2 separate regions of the Cydia pomonella genome follow, and region 1 is linked to region 2. The links are chromatin contacts, called in public Hi-C maps. All regions are on one chromosome and are shown on one strand. Each heading gives the region's core, a stretch centred on a gene start, on an enhancer-like site or on the middle of the called end of the contact. The rest is flanking DNA. Distances are from core to core; before and after follow the strand shown. Region 1 holds the start of LOC133527445 (CCHC-type zinc finger nucleic acid binding protein). Region 2 holds the start of LOC133527804 (translation elongation factor 2).

Region 1 (4,342 bases), core at 410-2,909, 150 kb before region 2:
GAAAGATAATTTATGTAGGTACCTTAGAAAAGTATTTTAAAGTTCTTATCATAGAACAATGATCAAAAACTGTAAATATTTAAAAAATCTTACAAACTATACAAACACAATTTCTTTCAACTTTAATTTCTTTATCAACATGTATAATTATTATCCAATTTATAATTTATCACAAAACAATACACTTCATGCAATCCTCCATTAAAATCTCATTGTAAAATAAAACAAATTGACAAGATGAAATACTTTCTCATATTCCTCCTAACTCGGGTTGGCCATGCCATACCACAGACAATTACTTTCTAAATTGATAGGGTCAGCAAGTTATTTAGGTCTAACTGTACTTTATATGGTTTGAGAAATTCCTTCATTTTCCAGCATTTTAAGTTTTACTTCAAGAAATTAGGTACAGGTTCATATAATTTTTGATACTATTATGATAATTAAATAGATGTAAAAAAAATAGCAATGACAAATAACAATTTCTTAAGCCAAAAATTAAAAAAAATACCTCGGACGAGTTTCTCATATAACTGGAAGATATTTGCCTGAGAACACCTAAATAACGGACATACAATGTGAATTGGATCATGTGTTTCTGGTAGACTAAGATTTTACGATACAGATTGGATTTATGTGAGAACATTGTATGTACAGAGAATGCAGTGTTGAAAGTTGCAATGTTACATTGTATAAGTATAACAATTATAATGTACCTATGTCAATATTACTCTAGGCTTTAAATATGTGTAGGATTTCTTACCAGAGAAACCAAATTGAAGAAATACAATATCTAAGTAAACATTACAAATTGCTTTAATCTTAGTTTTTATGTTGTGTAGCTTCATACATTCGAGTTTATATCAATGTAGAATTCGGGAGATATCACAATCTAACAAGAATCTTAATTACTTGCCATCTCAATACAGTGGCCAACAGGTTTGTGGCCTATAAAGTAACCTCAAACAGCTCACTTGTAACAAGTGCCTTTTGATGAATATTCACAGCACACTTACGTCGTGTATTTATACGATTTCTCAAGCGGCTCACAGTACATTGATGCGTCATAACCAATAGAGGAAAAAAGAGAAAAGTCGCTACGACATGCCGACGACAAGGTGAAAAGCTGACGTACGACACAACCTAAGTCAACATGAGGATCTTATTCACGATATCTCTACTCGCTATCAGTATATAAATACGGAGAAAGACGAAAAGCAACACATTTCACAACTAATTACCGTATCAAGATGTGTGTCAGAAAGCCAGTACTTGTCAAACTTGACCACGTTCAATAAACAACCTAAACATAACGCGGCAAATCTAAGCATGAGAAAATTTCACCTAAAACACACTGGAATTACACGAAATCGACAGAATCTCACGATGCATATAAAAAAAATACAGTTGGAAAGTACGTACGCGGGACGGTAGCCAAACCACGTGTAGAGGTACCGGTAGCGCGCGATTTAAGAATGATTACGACCCTTATCACTTACCGATTTTGTGTGAAACTTCAAAAACACTTAAATCACTATTATTTAGATCGTTGGTCGATCGAAATTTCTCTTGAATTAACAAATTAGCTGCAATTTATGACGCGTCGTCTGCAAGGAAGCCAGCCACCATCACTACGAATTCGTAAAAGACATTTTCGCCATAGACACCACTCGAAGTTTATGAAAACGAAAAAGCCATAAACAACAAAGGCGTTTTTTACACTTCTGGCAAATTTTGAACAAACCAATACTTTGTGGTTGTCTGTGGTAGTGTTACTAGAAATAAATTATGTTCCCACTTAAGGGACTAATTTTATTCCTAACGAAACTTAAACCTTTTTTTCTTACTTACATAATATAGTTGTAGACCCTTGCCGACAATGGTTATTGTTATTAAATCTACTCTACCTTTTTGCAGGACACTTTTTGTAGAGAAGGATGAAGAAAGGTAATGTGAAAAATAAATGTAAAGGCCCCTACACAGTGGTCAGTGATGGGCCATGCGTGGCAATGCGCAACTGTAGGCCTTCATCATGTGTTCACACGACGGTGCATGGCTCATTGCTGCCTGGTAAAACATTTGCTATAGACGTGAAAGTTCTTACGGCCGAGGCTATTTATCTGTATACTGCTTATATATATACTAGGTACATATGAAAGTGTGCGCAACAAATTTATTAGAAATTAATGGCGTGACACAACAGGCCACGCTACCCCACGATTCCTTGTGGTGAAAAATGTAGGTGCGAAGGGTTTTCGTTTTGTTTTTGAATTTGAATTTCGTGCCTTTTTCTACTGACAAAGTTGTTTAACAGACTACAATTTCATTTACTGAGGAAATTAAGAAGAATCTTCTGGCAATGCCTTCACAAAAAAAAATATCCTCTTGATGCTGTCATTACTTCATTAGTGAGTGTCATTTTAGTTGTCAAAGTCAAATCAACTCGTTTAGTTTTTGTTCGGCTTTAATTACATAGCGTCTTATCATATTTATCAAAACATACATATTTTACTAGTCTAGCTCGCATATAACATCAATAAAAGACTCATAAAACATGTCTGCGGAAAAGAGGCCGGCCAGTCCAGAGAAAGCAGACGAATCTGAAGATGCCGACGCCTGGATCGGTCCTATGCCTTCAGAGGCGGCTGTACCCAAAACTAAGAAAAGAAAAGGTACTATGAGGTCTTTTATTTATTGTTGCATGCAAGGGATCTGTTTTTAATTTAAAAACTAATTAAATGTCTAGAAGATTCTAAGTGATTTAATCATGTGCTAATATTTTGGTGTTTGCCTCAGTTCTGGAGTTTGAATCCTTGTATTTGGAGAACCTGCCGTCCTCGGAGACCTACGAGCGGAGTTACATGCACAGAGATGTGGTCTCTCATGTTGTTGTCACCAAAACAGACTTTATTGTCACAGCCAGTCAAGATGGACACCTCAAATTTTGGAAGAAACAGGTATTTTTTGAGTCTATCATATATTCATACAAATTTGACATTTACAGTGCCTAATCCACTAGAGTTGTGCATGCTTGTTTACTGAAAAGATTGCTCCAAACTCACAAATGTACTAGTTCAGTCTTAGTACAGTAGTACATCAAAAGAAACTGAGCTTAATAATGTAATGGAATGGTTTGTGTCGACATATTATAAAATAGTACATTTCAAAATTTGTTATCGTGCTTACTCCCATGCCATTGCAACGAAGTGGTGATTAATAAACTAATAATAAACTGTGAGACCAATTTACCTACTGATAAATCTACATTATATAGTACTAGGTAACAAAATAATGGATATAAAGCTAAAATTACAAATATGGTTTATGGATACAGTAACACATTCAGATTTATGGTAGCAGAAGTAGATTTATATAGACACAGTTTAGTGAGTGAGTAAAAACAGCATGGCCCATGGAACATCTTTTTATTATGTTTTGTTTGAAGCAACTGAATCAAATTGTACACATTGTCAGATATCATGAAAATGTGAGTTTCATTAAAATACAAATTATAAGATTTAACCAGCCTGTACAGAGGTCACATTCACAAGCGCGGGTGCGGATATGTATAAAAAAATATCTTGTGAAAATCACAATTATCCCTATTGGTTCTTCCACTCTACATATTATTAGAATCATGTAAATGTAATGTAAATAGCTTTTATTATTGAAGTCTTCAGTTATCACAATTTACATTAATTTGGTTTCACAACCAGGTTGAGGTCAATCAACTTGTCCTTTGACGTAGGCCTCCTCCATTTCTTTCCATTTATTTCTTTCTTTTGCTGTTTGCATCCATTTACCTCCTCCTATTCTGCTCAAATCATCCGACCATCTAAACTTTTGTGGACCACTCTTTCTTTTATTATATCTAGGGCACCACTCTACAAGGTCCTTTGTCCACTTATCTATGTTTTCTCTCATCATGTGCCGCCACTTTTGTTGTTTTATTATTTTAGTTATTGTTTTTCTTTTTGGTTTTTCCTTGATTATGGACAATTTGACTCTGTATCTAAGTTTTATATTAAGTATGTTTCTTTCCATATGGTTTTGACACACATTAAGTTTTAGGTGCTGCTTTTTTGTAAGTCCCCAAATTTGGCAACCATAAGTTATTATAGGTATTATACAACTATTGAAAACTTTAAATTTCTGTCTTGTTGGTATTCCTTTTGCCTTAAATACTTCTTTCAAAGACCAAAACTTTCTCCATAAAGTAGCTGTAAAAGTGTACACCAATTTCATGAATGGAACAGGGGTGTGGAGTATTAGGGTCCGCAATGCATGTGGCACCTCTGGAATTTCAGGCATCCATAGACTGTTTACCATTAGGCAGGCGGTA
Region 2 (4,399 bases), core at 1,207-3,706:
AAAAGTGGCTGTGACATAATCGGACAGACAGACGGACATGACGAATCTATAAGGGTTCCGTTTTTTGCCATTTGGCTACGGAACCCTAACAAAGTGACTATAATGAATAAATTTCATCACAATTTTGGGGGTTCTCCATAGAACTGAAACTTAAAAATGTTTTTATCATCAAACCCATACGTGTGGGGTATCTAAGGGATAGGTCTTCAAAAATGATATTGAGGTTTCTAATATTTTTTTTTTCTAAACTGAATAGTTTGCGCGAGAGACACTTCCAAAGTGGTAAAATGTGTGTCCAAAGTGGTAAAATGTTGAACGAGATCTAGTAAATAGTTTTTTTTAATACGTCATAAATGGTACGGAACCCTTCATGCGCGAGTCCTACTCGCACTTGGCCGCTTTTTTTTAATATGTTATAGTTCTTAGAATTAATTATATTTATGCACCTAGGCTAATATTTGATACACTATCGCATTGGGCAACTGTCATGATAGCTGTAACGTTATTGTAAAAAAAAAATGTTTTCTTTTTTTGTGTGGTCTTTGAATGTGAATCTTTATGCGGTTCACAGAATACATCTACTTACCAAGTTTCAACAGTATAGCTCTTATAGTTTCGGAAAAAAGTGGCTGTGACATACAGCCGTTCAGACAGACATGACGAATCCATAAGGGTTCTGTTTTTTGCCATTTAGCTACGGAACCCTAAAAAAGACACACAAGCCGCAAAAACGCATAAGCTGGGGTAAGAAGATCTTTAGTTCGGTCAGAACCCTGACCTGAAAACTACTTATGGCATGTTATGGCAGAGCAGAGGGGAAAGAATATGAAATGCTGATTTTCACCAATTCGATCAATTTAAGAAATATCTTAGTACCTAGTTCACTCCACTTTTGGCTATGCATTTTTTTTCTTTTTACCCTCGGTGGAACAAAGACGGTAAGTATATGCGTTTAAGCCTTGGTTTAAGATGAGATAATACTACTCTTTGAGTTGAGGTTGTTTGTGTATTTTTTTTTTGTATTTTAAGGCCTGGTTACGAAACCTTTAAGCCAAGTGTATGTTTGTCCATATGAATGAGTGTTGCCAATTATATAACAGTACTATAGATGGCGACACAATTATAAGTAGCATTTTATTGGAGTTTTTTAATTAAGAGGTAGGGCAGACCTGTAAATAAGTAAGTAAAGTAAATATTCTTTATTAATTATACATTTTACATACATGTAAAACTAGAAATGAATTTTAAAGGAAAATAGAACCAGGTAACAACAGGCGGTCTAAGGCGGTATATTGTTAATTTTTGTATGGAAAGTAACATACATGCAGATCTCTCTTAGCTGTCCATGCTAGCGCTGGTGTGGAACCAGCTTCTTCTAGACTTTCGATTATTGCGGGAGGTCCTTAACATACATCTAACATACGCAAAACTTCAAGGTCAAAGTGTAATATGGCACTTGTAAAATTTCACATATCACGTCACATGCCACCACATTTGCCCTTTACCCAGCCCAAAATTAACGCACCTAGGTATAATAAGTAGCACGAAACGCATTATGACGGGTGACCTTTGTAATAGCCTGTATCATGCTGAAGATGTTTTAAAATGTCCACTTTATTACAATCGCTTAAAGTTGTCATTTGAACAAATTTGCTGAATAAGATATGAGCTTGCGAAAGTTAGGTGGTTTAGCCTCGGTCACCCTACAATCGCAGTTCTCGGAACTAGCGTGTCGCCACGCCACGGTCTCGTATGCCAAAATTTGTCTACACCCGGCATCCACTAAGCATTACATATATACTACGTACTACATAAGTACATGTAATGATTTTGAATTATCGATTTAAATATATTGTGGATACTAATATGTTATCTATCAACTGTATGTAAGGAGTCCATAAAAACAGTTTTTTTTTTATCGTAGTCTTGCCTAAGCAATGTTTATAATATTGTAATTGATAATTACAAACACAATATTTTAAGCCTCTTATCGCCATCTATTGACAAGTAGTCTCCATACGAGTTCAAGTTTTATTTTTAGTGCCATCTAGGTTCCAGTAGTAATACTATTCTTTATTATTTATGGTATTTATTTTAATAGGACCATGGAATTAATACCAGAAAGTTTTTAAATCAATTTTAAATCGAAACCATTATTTGCAAAGAAAGATAATAATATTGTCTTCATTTAATGAAAAAAATATCTGCTTTTAAATGTTAATTATTTTAATTTTGTGTGTCAAATTAAAGATGATTTATACATGATTTGTACATGATGCTCTTGAGCGTGTGAAACGGCTTAAATGGAAAAACTTTTTTCCTCTGGTCATATTTCTTACGATTGCTTATGACTTATCAAAAAATGAATCAATTGATTTTAAACCTTAATGTACAGAATAAGGGTTTATCTTTAAACTTCTTGGCTATGCAAAAACCGGTATCTTTTATTACGTGGCAGCACTAATCTGTTGTCTATGGTCCAACGTTGACTGACGTCTAGGTGGACGTATCCGGCCCACGAAAGGGCCTTTTTCAAGCGTACGCCATTGTTGGCGTATGGTAGTTTATTTTATTGAAAGTAAAATCTAAAACCATCCAAAATGGTGAGTATTTAACCTCATAATCGTGTTCAGAAAAGTGATACGGTGCATCTATATTAACGTTTCGCGTGTTTATTTTTGATATTTCTTTTAAAACGGAGAAATTAAATTTAGTTCTTCTCACGACCGTCTTTGTAGTTCGATGACGTATTTCACCGATATCATGTCGGTGCAAATCTCTCTAAAGTGCCAGTGAATACAATTCAACTGAAGCTGAAGAGTTGGACCTTTAAAAGAAAACATTGGAGTTTTATTTACGTTAAAAATGAAACGTGCGTGTGACAGTGCATGCCCATCTGTGTTGTGGTCGAGACTTGGCGATATGTTGACGTGTTTTCTGGTTTGCGCAGGTGAATTTCACCGTAGACGAGATCCGCGCTATGATGGACAAGAAGCGGAACATCCGCAACATGTCCGTCATCGCTCACGTCGACCACGGCAAGTCGACGCTGACGGACTCGCTGGTCTCAAAGGCCGGTATTATCGCCGGAGCCCGCGCCGGCGAGACTCGTTTCACCGACACCCGCAAGGATGAACAAGACAGATGCATCACCATCAAGTCTACGTGAGTTACTTCAGATGTCCGTATAACCTTTGTCATATGTGACTATTATTATTACTTTGTCAGTTGTCGGGAGTCACCAACTTCTTTGATTTATAATGAATGTAAAGACCATGACAAACAACGGTACTAACGGTAGTTACCAGTAATTAGCTTTAATTGCACCACAAAATCAATACCGTACCTCTACCTGTCACTGCATTTGAAAGTTGCATTTACTATGCATTGTGCAATCATATAAAAACAAACAATATCGCTTCAAATGATGATTGTTCTTACCATTAAAAGCCGAATACCATTGAAGATCTTTAGAACGGCCATCTGAGAAAAAAAGAAATTGTAGAAATGTTGCTTTCAAATTCTAACCTCAAAACTAACACATGTTACTTTCTCCAGCGCGATATCCATGTTCTTCGAGCTCGAAGAGAAAGACATGGTTTTCATCACGAACCCCGACCAGCGCGAGAAGGGCGAGAAGGGATTCTTGATTAACTTGATTGACTCGCCCGGGCACGTTGACTTCTCTTCTGAAGTGACTGCCGCGCTCCGTGTCACCGATGGTGCTTTGGTCGTAGTCGACTGTGTATCTGGTGAGTGTAATGATATTCCATCTTGTTCAGTGGTTTCCTTTCAATGAGTGACTACTTAACAAAATTATATTTATGCCAGGGACTGAATTAATAAATGTTAACAGGGTTGTTCATTGCATTGATTTGCAGACCACTCCTGGTGCTTTCTGGGATCATCAGTGGTCTGCAGATCACCTGTTAAGAATGGCTGCTTTAGCTTCATGTTATAATATAGCTACAGGGAGCTCTTTCTGACAGCATCCTTGCTGAGAGGTTGAAGGCATCAACTGTCATTTTACACTTGTCCATTCAATTTAAGAGCTGGGCTTTTGTCGGTGCAGCTTGATGAAGTTTTCTCCACTTTGGTTGATCCGAAGCCAGCCTTTTAGCATCCTGATACAACACGGCCCATACATACTCCTTTACTTGGCTCATATATCTTTTCCTTGGGTTTCCCCCCCTCACCTTCCAGTTAATATACATAGATAAACTTTATATTGATGTCACATCATAATGAAAACAACTCAATATGATTTATTTTCAGTTTTTTGTGACCACTAACTTGGTTAAAATGCATCACAAAATGAATACTTCCCACACTGAAAGATTTCAAATGATGATTGTTCTTACCATTAAAAACCGAATTTTCATTGAAGATCTTTAGAACG

What was found. Hi-C and Micro-C count contacts between places; a contact is called where the count stands out from the background.
Region 1: a Hi-C map of whole body shows a contact between it and region 2, with 2.5 times the contacts expected there. The contact joins the promoter of LOC133527445 here to the promoter of LOC133527804 in region 2. A contact is called at or near these places in 2 of 2 Hi-C or Micro-C datasets (both in whole body).

Annotation. Positions count from the first base shown.
Region 1 is chr18:17,186,037-17,190,378 of ilCydPomo1, reverse strand. It overlaps LOC133527445 (CCHC-type zinc finger nucleic acid binding protein), which reads right to left and starts at 1,659. Exons shown (of 3, transcript XM_061864461.1): 1 at 1,500-1,659. LOC133527441 (peptidylprolyl isomerase domain and WD repeat-containing protein 1) reads left to right here and starts at 2,056. Exons shown (of 12, transcript XM_061864456.1): 1 at 2,056-2,672; 2 at 2,797-2,957. The coding sequence starts at 2,555.
Region 2 is chr18:17,040,222-17,044,620 of ilCydPomo1, reverse strand. It overlaps LOC133527804 (translation elongation factor 2), which reads left to right and starts at 2,456. Exons shown (of 15, transcript XM_061864981.1): 1 at 2,456-2,603; 2 at 2,951-3,165; 3 at 3,559-3,752. The coding sequence starts at 2,601.